Regions from separate parts of the Muntiacus reevesi genome. Here region 1 is linked to region 2. Evidence: chromatin contacts called from public Hi-C data. All regions are on one chromosome and are shown on one strand. Each heading gives the region's core, a stretch centred on a gene start, on an enhancer-like site or on the middle of the called end of the contact. The rest is flanking DNA. Distances are from core to core; before and after follow the strand shown. Region 1 holds the start of MBTD1 (mbt domain containing 1). Region 2 holds the start of SPAG9 (sperm associated antigen 9).

Region 1 (3,003 bases), core at 370-2,869, 130 kb before region 2:
CTGATGTTGAAGGTGAAGCTCCAGTACTTTGGCCACCTGATGTGAAGAGCTGACTCATTGGAAAAAACCCTGATGTTGGGAAAGATTGAGGGCAGAAGGGGACGGCAGAGAATGAGATGGTTGGATGACATCACCGACTCAATGGACATGGGTTTGGGTACACTCCAGCAGTTGGTGGTGGACACGGAGGCCTGGCGTGCTGCGGTTCATGGGGTCGTAGAGTCGGACACGACTGAGCGACTGAACCGAACTAAATCATGCGGGGTTTTCACCACCAGGAAAAGAATCTGCCGCCAAATTGGCTCACAAATATTTAAAAGACGAATACAAAAGCTGGCCAGGCAATCACTTGGTATGATTGTTAAAACATCAGACAGAGCCCCAGGCCTGCGCGCAGGAATTCTAATTCCACAAACAGACTGGCAGTCCTGTGCCCAGGAATTCTGATTTCGCAAACGACGCGGAACTCCTGAATCACTGCATAGTATTGAGGCAGGTGATGCAACGACTAAGGGGGAGAAGATAGTGGGGATGAGCCACGAAAGATGCTCACGATTAAAACAGTCTAAACGAGTATGCGGGTTTCCCAGGTGGCTCTAGTAGTAAAGAACCCGCCTGCCAATGCAGGAGACTTAAAAGACGCGAGTTCGATCCCTGGATCCGGAAGATCCCCGGGAGAAGGCATGACAATCCACTCCAATAATCTTGCCTAGAGAATCCCATGGACAGAGGAGCCTGGTGGGCTACAATCCACAGTGCTGCAGAGTCGGACAGGACTGAAACGACTGTAAGCGCGCGCACGCAAACGAGTATGTATTGAGCGCCTACTGGATACCTGGCGCAACGGCCGGCGAAGAAAGGCGCGGTCTCCGCCCTCCCAGGGCTTTAAGGCTGGCACCCCAGGGCGCCCGTGTTCCCGGCTCCCTACCACCTGAGCGCTTCCATGCACCGCAGGCTCCGCTCCCCAGCGCCCAGGCTCCGCCCTCGGGGGCTCGCAGCCCACCCCGGGCCCAAGCCGCTCGAGGCGGCGTCCCTCACCCGCGGGCACCGCAGACGCCGCAGCAGCGCGTCCTCGTCGTCCTCCACGTCGCCGAAGACCAGCTCCTCCAGGCACCGCTCTACTGCCGGCTTGTCCTTCTCCAGCGTCAGACGGTTCCGCAGTCGGAGCCGTTTCTCCTCCTCCGAGGCAACTGAGATTGCAGCGGCCGCCGCGCGCGGCCAGGCCAGCGACTTTCGCTGGCATGAGGGGGCAGCTTTTCGGGGCGGCCCGCCCCATCGCGCTCCGGCTCTCCCGTCTGGCCTCGCTTGGGTCTTACGGTCCTGTCTCACTCGGCGCCTTCTTTCTGGCGGCATCTTTGGGTTTGAGAAGAAACGCAGGCGCTCACGTGGAACCTCACTGCGCATGAGCAGAGGCCGCAGGTGGCCGGAAGAAGGTTGCACCGCCTTTGAGCACGTGACCAACACTGTGCTCTTGTGTAACGCCCACTCCCCTCGCGAGCCCCTCCCCGTGTGGGAGTTCCTCCGGGAGGACCAATCTTCCGGGTGGAGGGGGAAGAGGCGTGACTGGAGTGGAAATTTTTTTCCAACATAACTTCGCAGCTGTAACTGATTGAAAGGATAGAAAGAAAGACAGAGATGACAGGCTGAAACTTTTACTCTTTCTCCTGCCTTTTTAACCACTCGACTTACACGAGCCCCATTCGCCTTTTCCACCCCTTCGTGTTGGTACGACCCTTGGAGTACGGAGCCTGCAGAGGGTCCCACGCTGGAAGACAGAGAGGAGGGTATGTAGGGAAGCGGGCCAATCGGGGCGCGGGTCACGGCGCAGGCGCGCTGGGGAGGGAGGGCTATGCTAATGTTGTTGATATCCTGGGGCCACCCGAGTTAAAGGGGGGAAATCCGGGGGTTGCCGTAGCCACCACCAGTCTGGGCCCAGCCGGGGCTCCCCTGTAGTCGCCGTAGTCCCGGGGAGAGGCGCCTGCCCCCAGCTCGGGAGGGGGCGCCGCGGGCCCGGGGAGCACGGACAACCCCTACCCATGAGGCCCTGATGGAAAACACAAAGGATCTGGTGAGAGCCGAGCGCGGCAGCTGCTTTGTGTGCCAGGTGGGGGGGACGCCCGCAGCTCCCTGACCCCAGGAACCCGTGCAGCCCCCTGACCCTGCTCCCAGGCCTGCTTCTCTTATCCCACGCCCCCTCCACCTCCGGAGCCCCCCTCCCCCTGCCGGCCGTTAAACGATTGGGGGGTGTCCCCTCCCCCCACTCCCTTCAGCCCTGGACTCTTCAGGGTTCTCCGTATCCCCTTCACTATCTGGAAAACAAATTTTAGAAGAAAGTTCTTCTCTTCATTCCACCCCACCCCACCCCCCTTAGCTCTGGCTGGGGGAGAAAGACTGGATTTGAGACTTCCTTTTTTGGCCGCCCAGGGTCGGGGAGAGGAGTCCTCACGTCTCCCGCGGGGCAGACTTTGGGTGCTTTGCGTGGGAAGGCGCCTCAAGGCTGTGGGGCAGGCGCCGCGAGGCGTTTCGCACGTGGAGGTGGAAAAATTGAAAAGGGGCGGAGTGGGCACGTGTGGGAGGGAGAGGTGGGAGTGGTGTTTGGGAAGTAGTCGCCTTTTAAAAGAGTTCTAAGTTAGTGGGCTTTTATGACCATTGTATTCTCTTTTGTGAAATAAGAATCCTAACATTTCAGAGTCGGAAGAGACATTAGAGGTCACCCAAAGCCGCCGTCCCCTGTGCAGCCTCCCTGACAAGTGGTAGGTAGCCTGGCCTCTGCCTAAACCCCTCCAAACCCTGAGCGCTCGCTGCTGCCCAGGAAAGCCCTTTCTGTTCAGTTGTTATGATTGTTGTTTGCTTATCCTTATTAGACTCTTCAGCCTCATTCATGCCTTTGTTAAGTGGATTCCCCTTTTACTTCTCAAATTTTCTCTCACATCCTCCTCACCCACCCCACTGCTCATTGGCCTATATTTTGTGTGTCAGGAAAGAACGGCCAGGAAGTGGGGG
Region 2 (3,185 bases), core at 101-2,600:
CTGATCGGCAAATCTAAGACCTACCCATATACACAAACAATAAGAGGTGACTGCTTGGTGAGGATGCGAAAGGGGGACAGTACAGGCCACAAATTCAGTCACGTGTGTCCTTGTCAGGCTTAGTTTTTCACCCCCTTACTGCTTTTGTGAGTCTCTGGTTGGGTACAGACTGGGAGACTTTGGAGAACTAGTTCATACTTAGAGAACTTGAACTTGTAAATACCAAATTGAAGGGTTTTTATGATCCTGGGAGGTAGCTGAGTCCCCACTGAACCATTCTTTACTCAAATCTTGCCTTCCCTGGCCCTATTCTTACAGGAGTTGAGGCCACAGTACTCTTCCGTCACCTGCCGCGGATTTAAGGGGCTTTGGGGTGTATTTTCTGTCCTATTTGCAGCGGTCAGAACACCAGGAAGTGATCCTTGACTCAGCCTGCCCGAGGTTTGGGTGTTGTCATTCCCCACACGTGATTTTCTACCAGAGACCTCACGTACCATCGGACTTACTCATCCTAGTAACTCCACCTCTTTCCTCCTCTACTCTCCTCCCCACATTAGCCTGCCCTGCTTAGAGATTAGAAGAAAGGAGGGTGCTTGGTGCCAGTAAATACCACTCTCGCAAGTCGTCCGCGAGGAGAGAAACTCGTGTTTGGGAAAGTGCAAGATTGTGGCGTTTGTTGTACTCTTCTCCAGGATGCTTTGCACGTCCTCTGTTTAAGGCTATTCTTACTGTCTTAACCCCAAATAATTCTTTCCTATTCAAGACCACCTTATTACTGAGGCGGACCTTGTCCCCGCTAAGGTTGCTTTCCCTTTCCCTGTTTTCCACTACTCTGAGTCCGGAATTCTCAAATTCTTAGAACTGTTTTGAGTCCCTGATCGGCCTCCTTCCCGTTCCAGCTGCGTGACCTTGAGTGAACCATTAACTTCTCCAGGCCTACTTTCCTCGTCTGTGAAACGAAGGCCAAAACGTCTACCGCACCAAGCTTGTGATGAGGCCCAAATATGAAAGCCCTTTGTGCGCTGTAAAAAGTAATAAAATGTTAGCTATTCTGGATTGCTAATCACTCTTCCAGAAACCCTCCGTTTCCATTGGGGCTCGCCCCGCAAATCGCGCCAGGGGTGGGTACTTCTCACCACCCTCCTATCGCAGTCTTTCCCATTGGCTTACACGACGTCCGCGCGGCGCCGAGTATTGACGCAACGCCGCCTCCGCTGGCGCAGGGTGCTGCATTGGCCCCGCCCCCGACCGCGCCTGGCCTCCTGCAGGGTCCCGCCCTACGGGCCGACACAGGCGGATCCCGCCCCTTCAGTGACGTGTGGCGCGCGCAGCCCGGCCGCCCCGGCAGTTGGTGCAGCGGCGGTTGGGCTGAATACGCTCGCTTCACCCCTCCCCTCCTCCGGCTCGGGCCCCCACCCCGCCGGGCCCAGCCCCAGCTCCAGCCGCAGCGGCCCCGTCCCGTGCGGGCCCGTATCGCCCCCTCAGCCGGAGACGCCCCCGGCCGGCGGGCAGCCCGCCACCATGGAGCTGGAGGACGGTGTGGTGTACCAGGAGGAGCCCGGCGGCTCCGGGGCCGTGATGTCGGAGCGGGTGTCCGGCCTGGCCGGCTCCATCTACCGCGAGTTCGAGAGGCTCATCGGGCGCTACGATGAGGAGGTGGTCAAGGAGCTGATGCCACTGGTGGTAGCCGTGCTGGAGAACCTGGACTCGGTGTTCGCGCAGGACCAAGAGCACCAGGTGGAGCTGGAGCTGCTCCGGGACGACAACGAGCAGCTCATCACCCAGTACGAGCGAGAGAAGGCGCTGCGCAAGCACGCAGAGGAGGTGAGGCCGGCCAGAGGGGAGGGTGAGGGCCGGGCCCGAGGGCCGGGGGGTCGCGGTCCGTCTCGGAGGGGAGGCGCCCCGGCCTCCTTGGGGCAGGCCTAAGTACGAGGTTCGTCGGAATGAGCCTGCCGGCCGAGAGGCCCCAGTACCCCCGGCCAGCATTGGACGCCCAGGGAGATGGGTGAGTGTCCTGGAGAAGAGAGTGAGATGAGGGAAGCAAGGCCTGGGGAGGAAGCCACAGCCTGGCCTGAGGGCACCTGGGGTTGGCTGAGAGCGGTATTTTAGGATATCTGCTTGTCTCTTGTAGTTTAGGGAAGTTTCCGACCACCGTGGGGGTAGTCAGACGGCGTTTCAAACTTTTACCTTGGGGTGGTGGGTGGAGCGCCTTTAAAAAACTGTCCTGGATATGTAACTTCCGCTGGTTCCAATACCTTTCCTGGGGGTTGCTGCTTTGGGAAGTTAGATATCTTCCTCTTTCGGTCAGTTTCTTGATATTTTAACCCTACTGAGGGAGTTTTATTTTATGTGTTATGTGCCTTGGTTGATACTTTGTCGACACTTAGATGTTGTATGGGAATACTCTGTAAATATGGAGAGTATACAATTTTATTTTATTGGAATGCACATCAATGCATTCTTCCTTGTCAGGTGGTAACCTTGGACAGTTCCCTTTAAAAACTATTTATAAAAAGGATGGGGAAGTGGTAGGGGGCTGGTTAAGGAGGTGTGGGTGACAGTTGGCAACTCTTTTCAGAGACTGCACTTGGCCAGTTTTTAACTTTATAAAACCTCAGCTTTTAACTTTAGTGACCTTGATGCCCCAGCCTTGACGCTGAACCTTTTGGAGCTTTGGAGTGCAAGTGATAGATCTTTAACTTCTTGAGGCAGTCAAGGATTCTAGCTTTCAGGATGTGTTGGCATTATTTCTGTGGAATTTATCTGATGCAGGTGAAGTGTCCTATTCATCTTTGTTTCCTGAGCATCTAGCAAACCTGGCTAAATATATGGTGATAGAAGGAAGCTAAATAACTAATTATTGAAGGAATGACTCACTGTCTTTCGGAAATATTTGAAAAGTTTTAACGATGTGCATCTCATTTCCTGACACTAAATAGTACCACCATTTAAACTTTTTTTTTACTTAATACCTTTGTACAAGGTCAAATAGTTTTTTTTCCCCTTAAGTTTGACTGCATGATGCTTTTTAGTTCTGATTTTGTGATCCATTTGTCTCAAAGGGATGCTATTGAATTTGCCAAACAAAACTGACTTTATTTCAAAAGTATTTCCAAGCATATATGGAAGGAAAGGTTGAAAAAGAAAATCTAAGGATGGAATCACAATTTCCACTAGTTTACTAG

What was found. Hi-C and Micro-C count contacts between places; a contact is called where the count stands out from the background.
Region 1: a Hi-C map of muscle shows a contact between it and region 2, with 3 times the contacts expected there. The contact joins the promoter of MBTD1 here to the promoter of SPAG9 in region 2. A contact is called at or near these places in 2 of 3 Hi-C or Micro-C datasets (blood and muscle).

What each region holds. Positions count from the first base shown.
Region 1 is chr18:26,818,514-26,821,516 of mMunRee1.1, reverse strand. MBTD1 (mbt domain containing 1) reads left to right here and starts at 1,619. Exons shown (of 18, transcript XM_065908564.1): 1 at 1,619-1,784; 2 at 2,690-2,753. It overlaps UTP18 (UTP18 small subunit processome component), which reads right to left and starts at 1,409. Exons shown (of 14, transcript XM_065908567.1): 1 at 1,039-1,409. The coding sequence starts at 1,404.
Region 2 is chr18:26,689,029-26,692,213 of mMunRee1.1, reverse strand. SPAG9 (sperm associated antigen 9) reads left to right here and starts at 1,350. Exons shown (of 30, transcript XM_065911018.1): 1 at 1,350-1,824. The coding sequence starts at 1,522.